Linked DNA regions of Gossypium hirsutum: all the other regions are linked to region 3. A link is a contact called in public Hi-C data. All regions are on one chromosome and are shown on one strand. Each heading gives the region's core, a stretch centred on a gene start, on an enhancer-like site or on the middle of the called end of the contact. The rest is flanking DNA. Distances are from core to core; before and after follow the strand shown.

What was found. Hi-C and Micro-C count contacts between places; a contact is called where the count stands out from the background.
Region 1: a Hi-C map of hypocotyl shows a contact between it and region 3, with 2.8 times the contacts expected there. The contact joins the promoter of LOC107900713 here to the enhancer-like site in region 3. A contact is called at or near these places in 6 of 34 Hi-C or Micro-C datasets (hypocotyl, leaf, petal and 1 more).
Region 2: a contact with region 3 is called in a Hi-C map of leaf, with 2.2 times the contacts expected there. The contact joins the promoter of LOC107900711 here to the enhancer-like site in region 3. A contact is called at or near these places in 6 of 34 Hi-C or Micro-C datasets (callus, hypocotyl, leaf and 1 more).

The regions. Positions count from the first base shown.
Region 1 is chrD08:54,181,690-54,184,601 of Gossypium_hirsutum_v2.1, forward strand. LOC107900713 (LRR receptor-like serine/threonine-protein kinase FEI 1) reads left to right here and starts at 1,352. Exons shown (of 14, transcript XM_016826412.2): 1 at 1,352-1,602; 2 at 2,584-2,813. The coding sequence starts at 2,717.
Region 2 is chrD08:54,237,838-54,240,640 of Gossypium_hirsutum_v2.1, forward strand. LOC107900711 (cyclin-dependent kinase C-2) reads right to left here and starts at 1,540. Exons shown (of 12, transcript XM_016826411.2): 1 at 1,059-1,540; 2 at 817-898; 3 at 640-730; 4 at 477-506; 5 at 278-387; 6 at 95-167; 7 at 1. The coding sequence starts at 1,168.
Region 3 is chrD08:54,306,148-54,309,075 of Gossypium_hirsutum_v2.1, forward strand. No RefSeq gene overlaps it. Among protein-coding and RNA genes, the nearest start is that of LOC107899882, 12 kb to the right of the region's middle. Within about 2 kb of position 1,389, at least 2 of the 9 cell types and tissues checked have an H3K27ac peak or open chromatin away from gene starts, as enhancers often do. A contact at or near this core is called in hypocotyl and leaf, where this site is marked.

The DNA of each region.
Region 1 (2,912 bases), core at 102-2,601, 120 kb before region 3:
ATTCAGACGCTTTAAACACATTTAGATTATGTGCATCACTCTTGCAGCGCGTTTTCAAGATTTTTATTTACAAACAGACCCTTCCCTGTGACTATAAAAGAGCTCACACACACCAAGCTTCATCATCCCCTAGTCATATAATTTCTCTCCAATCCTCTCCATTCCTCCACTATAAACCATTTCCTAGTCTTAAAAAATTTCAGTCGCTAAAAATATTTGGTTTACATTTGAAGTATTCTTGAGTCGTCGGTGATGCGATATCGTTCTGAGCCGCACACATTTCATATATCATGCCAAGATGGGATAATTGCTTTCGAAGCTTATCCTAGGAAAGTTAGTTATGGGGTGATTTGATTTCTACGATCAATGGTGAAGTCGACGTGGGGGTTTCAGTCGATGGTCGTTATGCGGTCATGGCTTAGAGTGTAACGAGAGAGCTTGTTGATGGTTATTACGTGGCCACGAGCTCAAACTTTTGGGGTACCCAAAAATGTTGCCCTAAAAATGCCACACAAAAGTTTGAGGGCATAATCATATGAAAAAAATCTGGGGTTTCCGCTATAATCGGCGTAACTTTTTCTCCGTTTCCAAGTAGTCGGTACCTTTAACCTTTCTTCTTATTCGAAGGTCAATGCTGTGATGGATGCAAGATGACTCTTAGGTGGGGAGCGGCTATGGCGGTACAGTAAATGTGATATATTCTAGTGATATATAATTTTAAATTTAAATATTTAGTTTATTAAAATGAATTAATCAATTATTCACCAAAAAAATTAATTAATCGATTCAATATTTTATTCATTAAAAAATTTACTTCGAAGGAGTGTAATAAGTTAAGAGTGTGAAGAGAAAAAAAAATTAGTTACTAAAATCATCTCGGCATATTTATTTTAAACATTAATTTCATTATAAATTCTTATAATATATATTCTTCCCCAATCCTTAAAGAGGGAGGATAATCTATTTGAGCGTGCTTGAATCAATATCCTTCTATATTGAATATCAATATCAATCTAGTTAAATTTCCATCCACTTCCTGCATATTTTTTTTATTTTTTTTAAAAGGGTTGAAAACGCGTATAGTTTTATATAAAATCACAAATAATTAAAATATTTACATTATTTGATAAAAAATAGATTTTTTTAATTTTAATTTAAAACAATTAACACAAAATTGAAATATCTTAATAAGATCCGGGCGTGGACAAAGTTTACTGTAACTCGCTTAGAGTCTAGAGTTAGGAGTATTAGACTTTAGACTTTACTCTTTTCTAGAAAGCAAGAAGCGTCGGTTGGCACGTACGGAAGGTCGCAGTCGCACGTGAGAAAGCAGCACCATCTCAACTCGGCCCCCCTTTAATTCCAAACATCTAATCTATGGCTCTCTTCCTCACTCTCTTCAACGACTAAAGGCTCTCTCTTCACAATCACATCTTCATTTTCAGAATTTAACCAAAATAATATTAGAAAAAAAAAATTTAAAAGAAATCCAAGAAGAAAAGATAAGTAGCATCGAATCTTTTTTTATTCGTTATTTTTATTTTATTTTTTTGCTTGTTTTCTCTTCGCAGCTCACTGCCGGCAGATCGGCTCAATCTCAAGGTTTCTTCAATTTCTCTTTATTTTTAATTTTTTGTTTTTTCATTCCATTTTCTTCTCCAAAGTTTGGTTCTGTTTGTGTTTTAAGTTCCAGATTGGTTAGCATTTGTTTTCCTGCTCGATTCTTTACTTCGTTTTTAGGTCAATTTCTTTTTTTAGCATGCTCGGAATATAAATAGCTCATGCTGAGAGGCGAATTCTAAGAATGCTATTTTCGTTTTAAGCTCTTGATTCCGTCCGATTTATGTCGCAAAGTTTGTGTCACTTTATCAATGTGATTGTTTTATTCTTCCAGCTCAACTTTCAGAGGTAGTAGTTTATTTTCAAGTTAAGAGTTTAGGGTTGGAGAAGTTGATCTTAGAGTAATCTTGTGTTATTATATTTGCGTTTAGTACGTGCAACTTTAAATTTGACAGAAATGCTTCAAAATGATTGAAGATTTGGGAAATGACTTGCTTGTAGTAGAAGCTGCTAATCTCATTTAGATAAAGAATGCTAATGCAGCAAAAACCTTTAATGATGTAAATGTTGTTTCTTATAAGCGTTCATGTTCCTTAAAATTGGCTTTAAAGTCCAATTCTGGCTGAGAAGGCTTTATTGTACTGATTAGTTCATTCTTTGAAATTCATGTCGCACAATGTATGGTACAAGAGTAAGAAGTGCTCATAGTCCATCATAGATATCGAAACTGCAATGGTTATCAAGTTGGATTTTTTTTCATGATTAGGATTATTTGATATGTATTCATGTGTAAGACTTCAATGCTCTATTTGTCATTTGGTTCTAGAGAGAGAGAGAGAGAGAGAGAGAGAGAGAGAGGGAGGGAGGTGGTTCTTTCTTGGTTTTCAATTATGCATTTTTTCTGCACAAATTGGAAGGAACTTTGTAACAATTTCAGTTGGATTTCTGCATTCTGCACAATATTTCTGTTTCAACTATCTAATTGTTTCTAATTCTTATTTTTGCTTCTCTATGTCCTGCCAGACTTTGTTTGTATTCTTGTAGCTGCCAAGTGGCGTTGTAGTCCCGATAACCATATGATACAACAAGGGTGCATTCCTGAGTTTGGCGTATCAGATGATTTGTAGTATCTATATTATGCTTTGTCAGTGCCATTATGGGCATTCGTCTGATGAAATATCAATGGCCATGGCTGCTTCTCATTCTAATCTCTTTTATCCTAGCAAACAGAATCAGAGCTATCAGTCCTGATGGTATGTCATTTATATGTAGTATGAGATCATTCAAGCTGATATTTAGAATTTTTTTTCTCCTCTTATCCTCTCACCATCTGGAAATGGATCTTAAATGCT
Region 2 (2,803 bases), core at 290-2,789, 68 kb before region 3:
CCTGCATCAATGAATAAGTAGAACCTTAATTTGGATTTCATAGTCAGGACAACATTATATTAAACAAGGGGATATCAGGTATTCAGGTAAGAACCTTTGATGTCACGGTGAAGTACTTGATTTACATGACAATAGTGAAGCCCAGTAAGAAGTTGCCTCATGTAACACTGGAAGAAAGGGTAGCATGGTTAGAAGAACAAAATTATGATGATTGAATGCAGAGTGCTCTCCCTCTCTCTCTCTCTCTTCTATCTTTTTTGCCTATAAAACGGGTTACCTTAATTTGGGGAACTGAAAATCTCATCCCAGGTCGATCAGCAAGGCCAGTCAAATCATGGTCCATGTATTCGAAAACCATATAAATTCCACCTTTATACTTGTTACCATCTATAATGCAAAAAAGGGAAAGAGTTAAACCATAGCAAATATTAAGTGTGAGACGATAACACTTTAATCAGGAATGGAACAACACTTGCCTGGTCTCCCCTGCTCATCCTTCTCCGGACCTACAATTAAAAATAATATAAAACCAGAAAATATGAAGGAAAGGTTAAAGGAGTAATTTTAAGTAGGAGTCAAATCAATAAATGCATTAAAAGCAAAAGGGGCAATCGCAAAATGACGAGCACGTATAATTACCCGGAGAAGTAACAATCTCTTTGAGCTTAATTACATTCTCATGGTGGAGCTTCTTCAGAATTTTAATTTCACGAATAGCTGTTATGGGAAACTGTACAAGTTTGTTGAGAAAGAGCAATTTTTAGCTATAATTTCTTTGATTTATATGAAACATAAATGTATAAGGCGAGAACATACTCCTTCTCTCTCGTTGTCCATGCGTATTTTCTTCAAAGCAACAATTTCACCGGTCTTTATTTCCCTGGCCATGTAAACTTGGCTGCAAAAACATATAGTACTAGCAATTGAATTAAACTGGCAGTGAATGGTTATTAAGCAAAGAGAAATTAGAACGCCCTATTTAAGAAAAATAGAGAAACAAACATAAACCCTAAATTGAAAATAAGTAAATAAGAGGAAGGAAAAGCAGAAGAACGGACCCGTAGGTACCCTCTCCAATCTGCTCGAGCTTTTCGAAACAATCGACGCTTCTTGATCCCCAGCAGGGCGACTCGTTCAGATTAAGCTGCCCTGCCCCTGCTATCGCCATCTGATTCTTTGATTGAGAATCAATTTAGCAGCTACTTAAATAAACTCACAATTCCCTGGAGCTGAGCCGAAAGGCCGAATACTGACTACACCAACGGCGGCGGATTTGAACAACTCACACTAGCAGAGGTTCTCAAGATACCTAATTGCATGCAAATTCCCCAATTCCAAATTCCAAAGGCATTGCTCCGTTCGCCCTATTTCCCAAACTTCAAATACTATTACGGTTTTCCTTTTCCTTATCTTGTAATATTTGCTTTGCTTATTTAAACCCAACCCAATATCACTAGGCCCAAAACTAAAGTCTAAACTTCTCTTCGAAAATACCACGTATTTTCTTAGCAAATAAAAGAAGACTCACGAACAAGTGGCGGAGCCAGGTGGGTTTGCAGGTATGTCCCTCTAAAATGAAAATTTTATCATTTAAATTTTTTATAATTTATAAAATTTTAAATTAGTAATGGTAAAATTATAATTTGGTCTTTCTAAAAATAATAAAAATTTAATTTAATCCTTTAAAAATTATAAATATATAGACTATTAAAATAGTGAAATTGCATGTTTACTATCATAAAAATATACAATTTAGTTCCACCCCAAATAATTTTTTAGTTCCGCCACTGTCACGAACACAATACTTACAAAAAAGGTGAAAATGGTAAATTATTTGAATGCCCATATGATATTGAAAAATTTTTTAAAGACTATTTTAAAAGCATTTATAACCCAAAAAAATAAGTATTTATAATCAACCAAATCAAAAAAATTCACAAGCAATTCATAATTTCTTAATTAGTTTGATTTGAGGCCTTTAAAGCACTTGAATCGAATAGCTATCCTGCATTCTTTCATTATACTTACAGAAAAAGGTGAAAATGGTAAATTATTTGAATGCCAATATGATATTGAATATTTATAACCCCCCAAAAATAGTTCACAAGCAATTGATAATTTCTTAATTGGTTTGGAGGTTCCTCGGATACTAGAGAATCTAAAATATTTATTAAATTCTCCATTCACAGAAAAGGAAGTTATAAAAATAATGTTTGATTTGAGACCTCTTAAAGCACTTGAACCGAATAGCTATCCTGTATTCTTTCATTATAATTGGGATGTGGTAGGATTGTTGGTAACAGATCCATGACTCAACTTGTAACACCCCTAACCCCAAACCGTCGTCGGAACAGGGTTACGAGGCATTACCGGACATATCAAACAATTTACAAATAATTCTAAATAAACAACCAACATATTAAAATACTTCATAAATTGTTATAAATTTGTACTAATTGATTTCATTCATTTTTTTTTTAAATTTCGGCAGCATTTCGACTTATTTTTACATTAAACCCCCTGCAAAATTTCAAACATAACTAACCCAATTTCAGTATTTCAACCAAGGCATTTATATACTTAATCCTACTTGACATATAGACATAACAACTTAAGTAAATAAAATCCTATTATCATTTCTAATTAACACATAAAACTAACTAAGCCATTTCAACTTGATACCAAAGCTAAAAAAAAAACTTATACCATTTTTCTAATATAATCATCAAAACACATAATATCTTACTTTACAACAAAACTATATAACATGCCAAAATAACTATTATAAATCCTATGTACATGC
Region 3 (2,928 bases), core at 139-2,638:
TCTGATATGGAAAAAGGTCCAAAAGCCCCTTATGTTAATGAGGGGGACAACAAACCCTAATTTTATTAACTAGGATTGCCGCCCTTTATACTCCTGGTTAGACTAGGAGTTTGTTTTTCTAGTTGAATTATTTCTACAATTCAACAAGGGTTCTACTTCTTCTCCCTATAAATAGATGACATTGGTAGAGCTAAAAATACAACTAAAAGATATTGTTACTCTACCCGAAAATTGAGAGAGTTTTCTTATCAAAGTATTAAATCTATTTTCTGGAATAACAATTCTATCGGTTTCTATTTGATAAGAGAATTTTTGTTTTCACACTAAAAGTTAATAAAACTATTTTTGGTTTTGTGTTTGATTCAAACCATTCGAGGCCACACTTGAAGCTGTTTGTGGTACAAGAATAGTGAAGAAGGTTGTTTAGTTGAAAGCTTGAAATGATAAGGATCCATTTAGCTGAAAACATAGGTGCAAATTCAGTAATTGGTTTATTACTATAAATATCACAAATTGGCTCGGTTTTCAAAATTTTCCTCCATTTCTATTGTTAAAAATAGGCATGGCTGACGGAATAACTAGACAATTACAAATGGCATGCCATGTGTACCTCATGTTGATGTACAGGAACTAGTTTTTAACAGTAGAAATGGATGAAAATTAAATAGAAGGACTAATTTGCTATTTGTTCTAATGTATAGGGATTAATTTACTAATTTTTATTAGAGGGAGCAAATACAATCTAACTCTTAGTACAAGGGCCTCCATGACGCTTTTACCAATGAAATCCAAAGTTTTGTTAAAATTCAAGTATAGAAGCATATTTTGACCAACTTTTTAGCTTTTCATTCACTACAAGAAAAAGAAATCATGCCTATTATCTTCCTTGAGTTGATGATCATACATTTTCTCTTTTCTAATTATAATAACTAGTTTATTTGAACACTTTTTACTTATAATATCTTCATAATATTTATTGTTAGTTAATTTATTTCAAATAATATGCAATATTTTTATTTAATCTATGTAAATAAATATAATAATAACATATATAATCAATTACATATATTAAAAATTATGCTTTATAGTCATTTTTCGTTTTCATCCTTACTGTAATTGTTATATTTAAAATTAACATATATATTACACTATTAATTTTAATTTCAGTACCACATTATCGAATCTTATTATTCTAATCTCAACGAAACTGACGTGGAAATAGACCTTAAAGCAATAAAGCAACCCTTTGTGATCCTGCTGCTCAATACCTTCCTTCTGTCTATACTTGCTTGAAAACAAATTAGTTATAAAAGCCATCCCCAGATTCAGCCAATGGCTTCTGTTTCCCGGTAATAAGAGCAAGGTTCCTTGCCATTGCAATATAAATCAGCCATAGGCCCAATCTCCAACACCAGCTTCGGGCCACTTTTATCCAATGGAACGGGATAACCTCCAACTCCACCTTTACTGGATTTTTGTTTAGATTTAATAGTTAGCTAAAAATTGTATCATCAATCTTAAATCAACGCCCCTTTTGTTGCAAAACCCAACTACAAGTATGAAATGTATTCACCATGATTCTTCTAATAGAAGGAAAGAGTCGAGTACAAAATAAGGTCCCAATCCGTTACATCAATTATAAAATTAATCTCTTCAGTCAGAGCTCTAAGTTATAGGTTTTTTTTTTTTTTTTATAAAAATTTCTTTGATGCATTCTTATTTGTCACTTGTCATTAATGAATTAATATTTTTTTTTAAAACCATCATTAGATTCTTGAGTTCTAAGAAAATCATTACTAGAACCGACTTCAATAGATGAAATGTGAGTCACGACTCAGATATTGAGTTTGTTAAATTAGAAGACCATAATTATGTCATGATTATTTTCCTTTTTGAAATGAAGGCTACAAATGATAATTCCATTCAGCAAGTCAAATAGTATTCGCAAGCATAAGATGATGAAGCTCATGGAAGTAACCCACTCCAAATTAGACCTCATTTTTAGAATTTGAGCCCAAACAACTGAGCATATCGATGATCTTATTTAATTGACCTACACGTAAACGAATAATCTGAAACATCAAAATCCGCCTCTAAAATAATTTGGTTAAACAAAGATAAATCCAATATTACATGAGAAAATTTAACAATAAAAAAAATTATCCAATTCAAAAACAACTTTCGTCGTGAGTCAAAACGAGACTCAGGCCCGTTCTTTAATGCTTCTTACATAGATTTTTGGAATAAAAATTGTTTCTCCCTTAAAAGCATTAAAAAACAAACGTTATTTTAGAAAAAATTTCAATTTAAAAAAAAGTAATGGAGAAGTTGAAAATTTTAACTTTTTCTTTATCCAAAAGTGCTTTTGGCTTCTATTTACATTTTTAATCTTTATCTTCTCCCAAAATTTTTAGTATTTATATTTGGTATATAAATATTATCCTTTTTTAAAACTTTAATCTAAATATATGTAATATTTTAATTTGTTAGGTTTATGTTTTCTATGTTATGTTAATATCTAATATGAGTTATATATTCAAATACATTTTAAAATAAAATAATACAAATGTGTTAAAAGCATTAATTAAAAATATAAAATAATTTTTAAAATAATACAATTGTGTAAATATCTAATTACAAAATTATTATATTTAAATATAGTTTATATATTCTAATTAAATTTAATAAATAATAATATTAATTACTTAGAAATATTTAACATTAATATTATATATTAAAATATTAACAATAAGTTATAATAAATATTTTTTTATATTTTTGCTAAAATATCATAATATTAACTAATTTGAACATTATTTAAATATATATTTGTTACTTTATACTATCATGTCTAAAATTGACATTTTATTTCTCAAAAGCACTTTTTGACAGTAATATCGAACACGGAAATTTCTCAAAAGCACTTTT